2 separate regions of the Hordeum vulgare genome follow, and region 2 is linked to region 1. The links are chromatin contacts, called in public Hi-C maps. All regions are on one chromosome and are shown on one strand. Each heading gives the region's core, a stretch centred on a gene start, on an enhancer-like site or on the middle of the called end of the contact. The rest is flanking DNA. Distances are from core to core; before and after follow the strand shown.

Region 1 (5,024 bases), core at 58-2,557:
TTTCGCCATCTGCTTCCAGAACCCTCCCACGTCCCCATCTCTCCACCCCTTTGTTTCCTCGTCGACGACCCATCAACCATGGACAACGGCGACAACCTCGTCGTCTATGTCTGCGCGATGCTGCCAGAGAAGGTCGTCTACCTGCAGGCTAAGAGGGCGATGCACCAGGCGCACGAGCGCGCCCGTGCTACGCCCGGCTTCTTCTAGAACACCCTCGTCGTCCACCCTCGCCCACTTCTTTCAGAGGAGGCTGCCTACCTTGAAGCTCAGATGGCGATGCACCAGGCGCACGAGCGCGCCCGTGCTGCACCACCGCCGACACCAGCACTAGCCGCGCCGGCACAGCACGCCCCTGCTCCGGCACAGCCCGACCTCGCCCCCGCGCCGGCACAGCCCGCCCCCTCTCCGACACAGTCCGACCTCGCCGCCGCCGCCGAGGACGCCTAGTTTTTTCTTTCTTTTTTTCATTAATAATGTAACGCGTGGACTCTGGTCGGCCTTCGTGGCCGGCTTTTTTAATGTTTAAATTATGCATGTTTGGTGCATGCCGGCAAAAATGTGTCGAGCCAGCGTTGGACGCATGCGCCGACCCAAACATCGAAGCGGACGTTTGTGTCCGCCTGACCGACCCAAACGGACAAAAAACGGACAAAATCGTCATCCGTTTGAATCAGCCCATTAGAGTTGCTCTAAAAGAATTGGATGCGAAAAGAAAAAAATTAAACCTGATCGATCAGTGTTCTCATGGCATGGTTGGGCTGTAGATGCTTTTATTGACAACACAAATTGCAACTCAGTGATCAAGTTGAACGATCCGAACCATGTCTTGGGCGCGGTGAAAGGTCTTGAGTCGCCCTCGTTTACCGGGCTCATCTGGTCATCCCTGCAATTCGGCACCAGCCTAGCTCTCGCTCCTCTTTCCTCTAGCGAGAGGTCAAACCAATGTAGCCGTTGTGGTTCACACAAGTGGTATATTCGCGCCACGATTCGCCCCTGAATCTTTGTCTACTTTCGGCTCCCGCTCGATCGGAATGTTTTTGCTTTGCTTTGCTTTGCTTTGAAGACATACGGTATCGTTTACTACAGTACTTGCTATACTAGGTCGAAATTCCAACCAATTTTGCACAGCACGTCTGAATGGAACGGACTATTTAGCGGGCCCGGTCTCTGTGGCACTCGCTGACCCGTTGTCCCTGCTCGCTATCGCTAGCCAGCCTGCAGAGACTGCAGCAGCGCCCGCCCACCACAAATAAATAAACTAAACTAAAAATTCCACCGGGCGAAAAGGCGACGGAGTTGAAAGCAAAGCTAGGAACCTTGGCTCAGGCTGGCCTCGCTAAAAAACCAGGAGCTCTTTTCCTCTCCCTCTCTCTCTCCCCCCCTCTCCCTCCTCTCTTTTTGGATTCTTCCCATCTTGAGGCATCGCCTGTCTGCCCCCATCGGCCCAAGCCCACCACTCCCTTTGAGGAATCGTAAATCCTTGCCTCCCCAACTCCCCTCTGCCTTCTTCTTCTTCTTCTTCAGCTGTCCAGCCAGCCTCGCCTCCAAGGGAAAGGAGAGAAGAGGTGGAGCGGCATCTCTCCGCGCTGCCATGCAAGTGTACGCTTACGTTTCTTCCAGGTGTTTCTTGTGTGGTGTCCCTGTCCGCGCGGCTAGTGAGTGAATGGGAACTCAGGCAATGCCGTCCGGTGGGGCCATCTCGCGCCAGGGCTCGCTCTGCAGCCTCACGCTGAGCGACGTCGAGGGCCAGCTGCACGGCGTCAACCTCGACGACCTCCTCCGCACGGCCGGCTCGGCTAGGAAGACGGCTGACGAGGTGTGGCGGGACATCCAGGGCGGCACCCAGATGACGCTGGAAGACTACCTGTCCAGGCCCGGTGCCGATGCGGGGGGCGCCCACTGGGCCGAGCAGTACAATCCCGCTGCCCCGGTGCCGGGGCAGCAGCGCCACACCAACGTCGGGCGTCCCCTGCCGCGGCCGCTAGGGGTGGGCGCCGGGCCGGTGCTGGACGCGCTGTACCACGACCACGACCACGACCACGACGGGGCCACCATGTCCGGACGGAAGCGTGCCGCCGCGGGCGGCCCCGGGGAGAAGACGGTGGAGCGGCGGAAGAAGCGGATGATCAAGAACCGGGAGTCGGCGGCGAGGTCGCGCGCGAGGAAGCAGGTGGGTCCCTCTCGAGACCCCAAATCTCTCCCTCTCGCATTTGTTGCACGCTCACTCGCTTCCATTTGGCTCTTACGGCAGGCGTACACGAACGAGCTCGAGAACAAGATCTCCCGGCTGGAAGAGGAGAACCAGCAGCTCAGGAGTTACAAGGTACTACTCCCAACTCCCAACCTAGTCCACACATCTCAAGTTGCTCAAGAGATCGATGAATTCCATCAACAACAATACCAGGCCTCGTCGCTTTTCATGCTGGCTACGAAACGCCTCCAGTAACATATACAGTAACCCCGTAATACCAGGGGCTAACATAGGACAAAGCTGGAACGAAAACAAACCGCTATCCATTGCCACTCAACGTCGGGTGGTCAATCAGTGGGAGCGAAACTGTTCATTTCTGGATTTATTATTTTTTTCTGCTTCTCCTGTCGTGCTGATGCATGTATAGCGTGGTCTGCTATTGCTGATGAGCCCGCCCTTGTGTGTTTCTTTCTTTCGCTGTCTGTGCGTCGTTGGCTTTGCTCTGGAGTGGTTACCAGAGGATGTCAGATGATGATGGATGGACCATAAAGTTCTACCCAATCAAGTCGACACCTTCTGACCGCTTCATCTTGTACAAAAACTTATCTCGTTGCATTATGTCAATATTTTTCACCCTACGAAAACTACTTTTTCTAGCGTGTTTCTTTAACTCCTTCTGCACCATAATACTTGTCGATGGGGAAGATTAGACTAGTTCTTTCCACCTAAAGTATTATGATACAGAGGGAGTAAATAATTAGCCAACATGCTGCATTTGCTTGATCATCAATGGATAACACGGTGGAGGATCAATCATTTTCATTTCTATCTATCTCACCTCCCTTTACAGGAAGAATAGTCAATGTCTATTCCCTGCTGGCTGCTGATTGGATTCATTAACATATGATAAGAAGATGGTTATTTTTTTTAACCTATTGGATGGAACTAAAATTAGGTTTTTGGGAAGGTTTTATCTCTTTGTCTGCCAGCTCAGTCCCTTCGTTACCAATTTACAACCATGCAGTCAGCATCACAGTAGTTGCTGGTAGTAGTAAGATAATAAGCTCCTCCCCAGCTCCATGCTCATAAATAAATACGAGTAGTATAGTATTGCTGCCCATCTGTTTCAGGCTTTCAGCTTTGATGCGCAAAGTTTTACTAATATCCATGAAAAATTTGCACATCTACCTCGCACCGCACATTTTTCGTTTTCTGGGATTTTTTGTACTAGTAATAGTCTTGTGCTCCTTTCAATGCATATGTCATGAAATCTGAAGACAGCATGTATAAGCCTGCCAGTGACAACCTCTCGGAAAGGTGAGATTTGTGTCCTTGTCTGCATTTTTTCGGGCGTACGAAATCCTGACCCCCACCCAAGTGCCTAGAAAATTGTGAGCCCAGATCCGTGTGTGTGCGAGGCAAAATGTAGTATCTTCAGTTTTGCTCTGCGTACCTGACGCGTCGAATTGCTGTGTGATGCAGGCATTTGAACCGGTGGTGCACTGTGTGCCGCAGCAGGAGCCAAAGAACCAGCTCCGCCGGAGGAACTCGGCCAGCTTCTGATCATCATCTTGTTAATAGTACTAGTGGTGAAGTGCCCAGCACTAAGCTTGCAAAATTTGTAACTGACTACTCTGGAAAACATTTAGCTAGAAAGTACTAGTAAGAATACTCCTCTGCAGTCTCCGACTTGCTGTGGTGTATGGCAATTGCTGGTTGCTGCATGCATTGCACTCCAATTCTCCCTTTTTTTTTCCCTACTGGTGCATTGCTTTCTGCAGCCTGTGATTGCAAGAGTATCCCAATTAAGCTGTAATGTTGTATCTGGAAACAGAATGGTGCTCTTTACCACCCCTTCTGTCATTGCATTATTAACTTTTATCATTCACACAAAAGATCAGCAGGGTTTATTTAAAACTGTAACATAAACTATACATCAACGTGGTCAAAACTTTTCAGCTGTAGTCAGGATCATCTTCGGGGAGTATCAATCTAAGATCATCGTTATCTCTGTAGACTTGTACCAAAGCTGCGGCCTTGTACGCGAAGAACCCCATCATCCCTGGAACAAGCTGCAAACAGATAAATGATATATCACATATTCATAAGGTCAAGATAAGTCTAACATAATAAGCAGTACCAATTGAATGCAATCTGTAATGACAAAGAGTTGTACTTTACCTCAAAGTTAAAAATGTTATTTTGAAAATGACTAGAAAAGGTTGACAGTCCAAAAATCACTGCAGGAATTATAAGCCTTGGGGATGAAAGAACAAACAGAGAGCCACCCAATGTCTTATCTAATGTATCCTTCAAATCCTCGCTTCGAATGCCGATTCTAGCATTTGCATGTACACAACAATTATAGATCAAACATTCTAAACATGAGGGATAGGAGACTGAGTACAGATCACAGACAAAGACATTTCCAAACCTACTTCTTCACTTTCTTCTTTAGAAAAACTTCAGGAACATCTTCCTTTGACAGGCTATCTGCGCGTCGATACAGAAGTTGAAGATACAACCAGCTGCTCAATATAATGTGAGTGGTTATATTTATATTATATCTTTGAAAATGAAACACAAGTTACAACTTTCTCGTATATTAGAGTATCTTTAGACAGGCTTCATGACAGCACTCGAAAAGAAACATCATGAACTTTCAATTCTTGAGCTGTAAAGGAATCCTGTTTAGCTAACCTGAAAGCAACTCCAAAAGCGTAACTGATACCAGCCTGTTCAATAAGAACATCAAAGATTCAGTCATACCACCATTCAGCGAAATTTAGTTGCCGATCAATTACCAATATTTCAGGTAAAGTTAAACATGAGC
Region 2 (5,164 bases), core at 1,062-3,561, 680 kb after region 1:
TCTGTTGATATATTACATAGTTAACAGATGATGTGGGTGTTCCAAATGTTGATATTGAAATTTCCCTCTATTATTGAGCACGCGGACCTTTTGTCTGATTTGATGTCTTGCACTTGTTTTGTTCTCTCTTCATGATCAGGTCCATTTGGACAAGCCCTGGCTGCTGTAGGGTGCTTGAAGGCAAACAAGTCTTTAAGAATGTAATTCATGTGTAAATCTGCACCAATAACATCTCCAACTGTGGAATATAATCTATTTTTGTTCCTCCAACTTCATCAGCATGTCTCCTGAAATATTGCATGATATTGATTTTTCGATAAAGCTGGTATGTTGTTACGCCATGCACAAAAAAAATGATCTTGCATATTCCCCTAAACTGGATTTTTCTTATTGCACTGGCATCCTGCTATTGATGACCAAGGTACAAAATGTGGTTTGGAATAAGATTGCTGCCCATCTTTCATGTTTATCTACTTCTGGTCCTTTCTATGTTGTGCTTCATATCACCAAGATGTTTGGTAACTTGTTTATGACCATGCTGCACATTTATTTATACTAGTACAGTATGATTTAAGAGCTCTGCCCTGTGTCATCGTGTGTGTTTCCTACCCTGATCGGCTAATCCATTCTTATTGTGTATGTAGCATAATAGGGCAAGGAATGTATTCATTGCTTTTGAAGGTACAAGATGCTGCAGTGTCTCAACAGAAATAACATGAGAGTTTGCAGAAATGAACTCTGCCTTTAGAATTAGCAGTGGTATTTCATTTCAATTGAACTAAGAAAATCTTGACCACATCCCACATGCAAGTATCTGGTGCTCTAACATATGTAGATGGGAAAAAAAACATGTGTATCATATTAGTTCTTTGAGGTAAGATCAATTGTCTTCCATTGATCCATTTACAAAAAATGGAAGAATCTGATAGAACCGAATCTCCCTGCATCTATGTCTTCAGAAATGTATGCATCTTGGCACTCGGTGCTGCAGGACTGGATATCGGCACAGGCCGTCTTTTGCTCTACGACGCCGGGGCCCCAGGAAGAAAGCGCCTCTGAACGAAGGGCAAGGGGCTTGTTTTTGTTCTCTGAAGGCGCGCTGCGTGGCGCCGCACTCGAAGAAGGCGAGCTGGCATTGGCTCCCGGCTCCTGAGCACCAGATGAATCGAAGCAGATGGAGACCGCCTTTCCAGATGCGGTCTGCAGCTGGAACTCTGTGGGGGTGAGGGCAAGGAAGGCGCTGTTGCACGAGTGCTCATTGTAGTATGTGACTTGGTACAATGGGGGGTCGCTGTGATCTTTCTGCTGAATCTGCTTGGTGGCCGGGCAGTTCATGTTGTCTTTGTAGGTGCATCTGTAGTAGTACCTGTGGCGGGATAGAAAGAAGAAGACGAATCTGTGAGTAAATCGGACGACTGAGGCCTCTTCATGCCTTGGCAAGTTTGTTATTACACTATATGCAAAACCTATCTATGGTAGATTTGGACGGGGAGAATGAGAAGACCACCAATCAGAGAGAGGTGGGTAAGAGACTTGTGGTATGCCAAGGCAAGACGGATTCTAGATGCTAATGCTTTTTTGGGAACATATATGCAGATGCAGATCAGCAAATGAGGATGAGGATGAGGAGACCAAAGGTGGGGTGCGAACCTGGGAAAGTTGCAGTTGTTGATCTTCTTCTCGCCGTACTTCCTCCATTGGTGGCCGTCGTTGTGCGGCGCAAAGGTATCCACCTTCCTCATGCGCTTCTCTTTCCTGCAAGTTTTGTTTTCATTTTAGAAACAAATCAAGAAAGTTTTGTTTCCTCCCGATTGAACCGCTAAACCAACATCTCCGCACACATACAAAGATGACAAACAAAGGTTACCTTGATCCGTGGCCTAGAAGGTGTGATTGATTGGGGCTCGGCACGGGAGACATTGTTGCCCAGTCCGAGAGCAAAGCAAGAAACAGAGAGAGAGAGAGGAGAGAGGAGGGGAGAGGCGCAGGAAGGAGAGAGGAGGAGGAAGACGAAGAAGAAAGAAAAGGTATGAGCTAGCCTTAATCAGAAGCGTACTAGACCAGGGCGCCCCTTTTAGCTTAACGTCAAGACCTCTATAATTGAGTCCCTGATGCAGCGTATAGATTATAAAACTCGGCCTCCCCTCATAAACTGAGACCAGGGAGGGATGAGATGCAAAGATAATCTTGTCCTCCTTCCTTCCCTCCCAGTCCCAGTCCCAGTCCTAGAGGAAGGAGCAGAGCGTATCGCTATCACGTGCTCCCCCGCACCGACGGGGCGCCCGCCCGCGACCCCGAGAAATTTCTCCGCACCTTCTTGAGTGAGAGAAAGCCCTGCATCTACAAGTGGCCTCGGGTGATGTGTTCCGGGCCATTTTTTTTATGGCGCTAAGCACTGTCATCGATCTCGCAACTGGGTCTAACAATAATAATCCTCCGTTGATCGGGACTCGCCCGGCTATATTGTATTCGGCCGGACCAGTTCAAATCTTGTCCAAAATGGAAGTTTGGTAGCGCCGGGCGATTAAACTAGTGGCCGGGCCTGGCCGGATTCTTCTTGGCTCGCGGAGGCCGGGAATCGTCTCGTTGCTTGGGAAGAGAGATGATACCTAACGCACATCCACGCCTTGCCTGCTTTTTTTTTATAAGACCTGCACATGCCGCACAGCCAACTTGAGGCGGGAAGGAATCTCTAAAGCTCCCCCCCTAAATTAGGACCCCCCCCAAACATGAGATCATCCATGAGGTTTTCTCCTTCTCCCAACTGCAACTGGATGGATGCCCGGTCACCACAGCATTATGTTATGCTGCAGATGCAAATGGCCCTCTGCTCTACATCACGATACCGCTCTGCCTAGTCTATGGGTCGGGTCGCGTCAGGTCTTCGCAAGCAGTAAAAGCATCTCTTGCCGCTCTCCTCCCTCTAATGAAGTAGCAGGAGTAATATACTGTATTTCAGAGAGCTCTGAAGTCTGAAATAGTAGGAGTATTCTCTTGTGAAATGTTGACTGGCAAGCCAGGCACAGCACCATGATATTGTTTCCAGCCAGAATGGCAACCATGACCTACTACTGTTCTCCTGCTTTTCATTTTTTTTCATTTTTTCTTCTCTGATAAAATGATAACAAAATAAATGAGGTGTTGATACTTGACCATGTACTCAAGACAGCTCACAAATGCTGCAAGGTCAAAGAATTCGGAGAGAAGGAAACCAAGTGTTACCAGATCACATACTTTATTCCTCGCGGGAAGAAAAGATCACATTGTTTATTCGTACCAGCATGTTACTATAATTAAGACCTGCTTAGCCAAAGCTCTGACCTTTTAACCCCCATTTCCTCCTCTGGTAGTAATTTACAAACACTCTGAGGCGGGGACACGTAGCCCCTTTTTTTAATTGGCTTCTTCTAGAAGGAGGACAGGTAACGCCTTGTGATTGGTCATTCGGCAGAGAGGGGGAAGGGGGATGCATGCCATCCAGATCTTGGCTTATTCATTGACTTTGCACACTTTTTTTATTTATGCAATATAGTAAATGTCCAGCTAATTGAGTTGGTTACCGACTAAAATAGGGCGTCACAGTCCTCCTGATAAGAAACAGATAAAATAATCGTAGAAGTGTGGCCACAATGAACTACACGATTAACAATCGAGAGCCAAGAGATAGAAAAAGTGTACAAGTGCGGCGCGTCGACGTTCAGACCTGCAAATATCAGCGAACGCAATACACTCATTTCTTAAATAAATACAGTGTAACTACTCCCCTAAAACATGGAAATAAATACTTTCTCTGTAACTAAATATAAAATATAGAAACGTCTTATATTAAGTTACAGGGGTAGTACGTACAGTAGGAGTACTTTTTCCTTTCTTTTTTGCTGGGATAAATACAGAGTGGTTATCCAAATATACAGTAAATGGTTAGGGCTAATACCTACTCCCGTGAAAATATATCTTACCGCACATGGATATACTCTTTGAAACCCAACTTTGACGCCTCTTGTGTATTGGTTTGTGAAAACAATTTAGAATATCACAATTCTAGAATATACCTTTTTCATTTTGATAAGTCAAAGTGATCTTTTTAATGTATAAGTAGTCAAAGGGAGATATTTGACTACACATTGTTGTTTTTCTCTCAAATGGTTGTATTAGATGTTGTGGTGGAAATTGATTCTGATATATTTCAATGAATTTTTGTTTTATTAGACATCAATATTTGGATAAATAGTACAAGAATTAGAGCTGAAAATACATATGATTTGTTGTGTTTGATTTTTATGAAGTTGTAAAATAGTTATTATATATTTCCTCCGTTAGAAAAATACTTCTCAGAGAAATAAATAAAAATAGATGTATCTGGAACTAGAATACATCTAGATCATCCATTTCTCTAACAAGTATTTTCGAACGGATGGAGTATAAGTACATAAAATTTGTAACATAATATTACATGCATAGTTTCATGTTGAGGTGGACTTTATCCAAGCATAGCTGCATGATAAGGTGGGCCTTTTTTCATACATGATTGACATAAATAAGTTAGTGGAGTTCATCTACTCAATTACATAGGATTCTTGTTTCTTTTTTCACATTTTTATTTCCTTCTTTCTGTATCGATATAGAACCCTCATGTCATCTCTTTAATTTTTATCTCGTATAATCAACAAGATACAAGCATCGACCTTTAGTAAAAGAACTTGAAATGTCCAGTCCGGGTATAGTAATGCTTGCTAGTACTAGTAAAACTTTGTGGAAATAAATTAACACTGGGTTGTGAGCCGCCGGCACTAGAGCCAAACACCAGGCTGCAAAGTTTTGGTTAGAGAATAGCACCAAACTGCATAATAACTCGTGGAAAATGATCGTACGAACCAGGGCACATTTCTTAGCTCAGTCGTTACTTATGTGGAGGTTAGCACTTGTTATTCGCCGATTGGTCTTTGTTAAGAACTGACCCCACTTTTTTCGAGTCAAGATAAACTAAATCTCTAGTTGGTGTAAGCCGGCAAGTCTGGTCGCCAATAAAAAGTAGGGAGTGCTCGTCATAGCTTCATCCATTAACTAAGACAGAGACGAGAATATTGAAACTTTCTTGAGCTGCTGTGCTTTTTCTTCAGAAGTTGAGATGTGCTTCTAGCTGGAACTCAATACACTAGTAGAT

Evidence for each region. Hi-C and Micro-C count contacts between places; a contact is called where the count stands out from the background.
Region 2: a contact with region 1 is called in a Hi-C map of seedling, with 3 times the contacts expected there. The contact joins the promoter of LOC123448771 here to the promoter of LOC123448763 in region 1. A contact is called at or near these places in 2 of 6 Hi-C or Micro-C datasets (leaf and seedling).

What each region holds. Positions count from the first base shown.
Region 1 is chr4H:410,103,934-410,108,957 of MorexV3_pseudomolecules_assembly, forward strand. LOC123448763 (ABSCISIC ACID-INSENSITIVE 5-like protein 2) reads left to right here and starts at 1,308. Exons shown (of 3, transcript XM_045125762.1): 1 at 1,308-2,170; 2 at 2,252-2,323; 3 at 3,674-4,086. The coding sequence starts at 1,664. The coding sequence ends at 3,754. LOC123448762 reads right to left here. Exons shown (of 9, transcript XM_045125761.1): 6 at 4,892-4,926; 7 at 4,630-4,719; 8 at 4,373-4,529; 9 at 4,013-4,263. The coding sequence ends at 4,147.
Region 2 is chr4H:410,783,935-410,789,098 of MorexV3_pseudomolecules_assembly, forward strand. It overlaps LOC123448771 (WRKY DNA-binding transcription factor 70-like), which reads right to left and starts at 2,312. Exons shown (of 3, transcript XM_045125771.1): 1 at 1,868-2,312; 2 at 1,651-1,755; 3 at 723-1,366. The coding sequence starts at 1,920. The coding sequence ends at 904.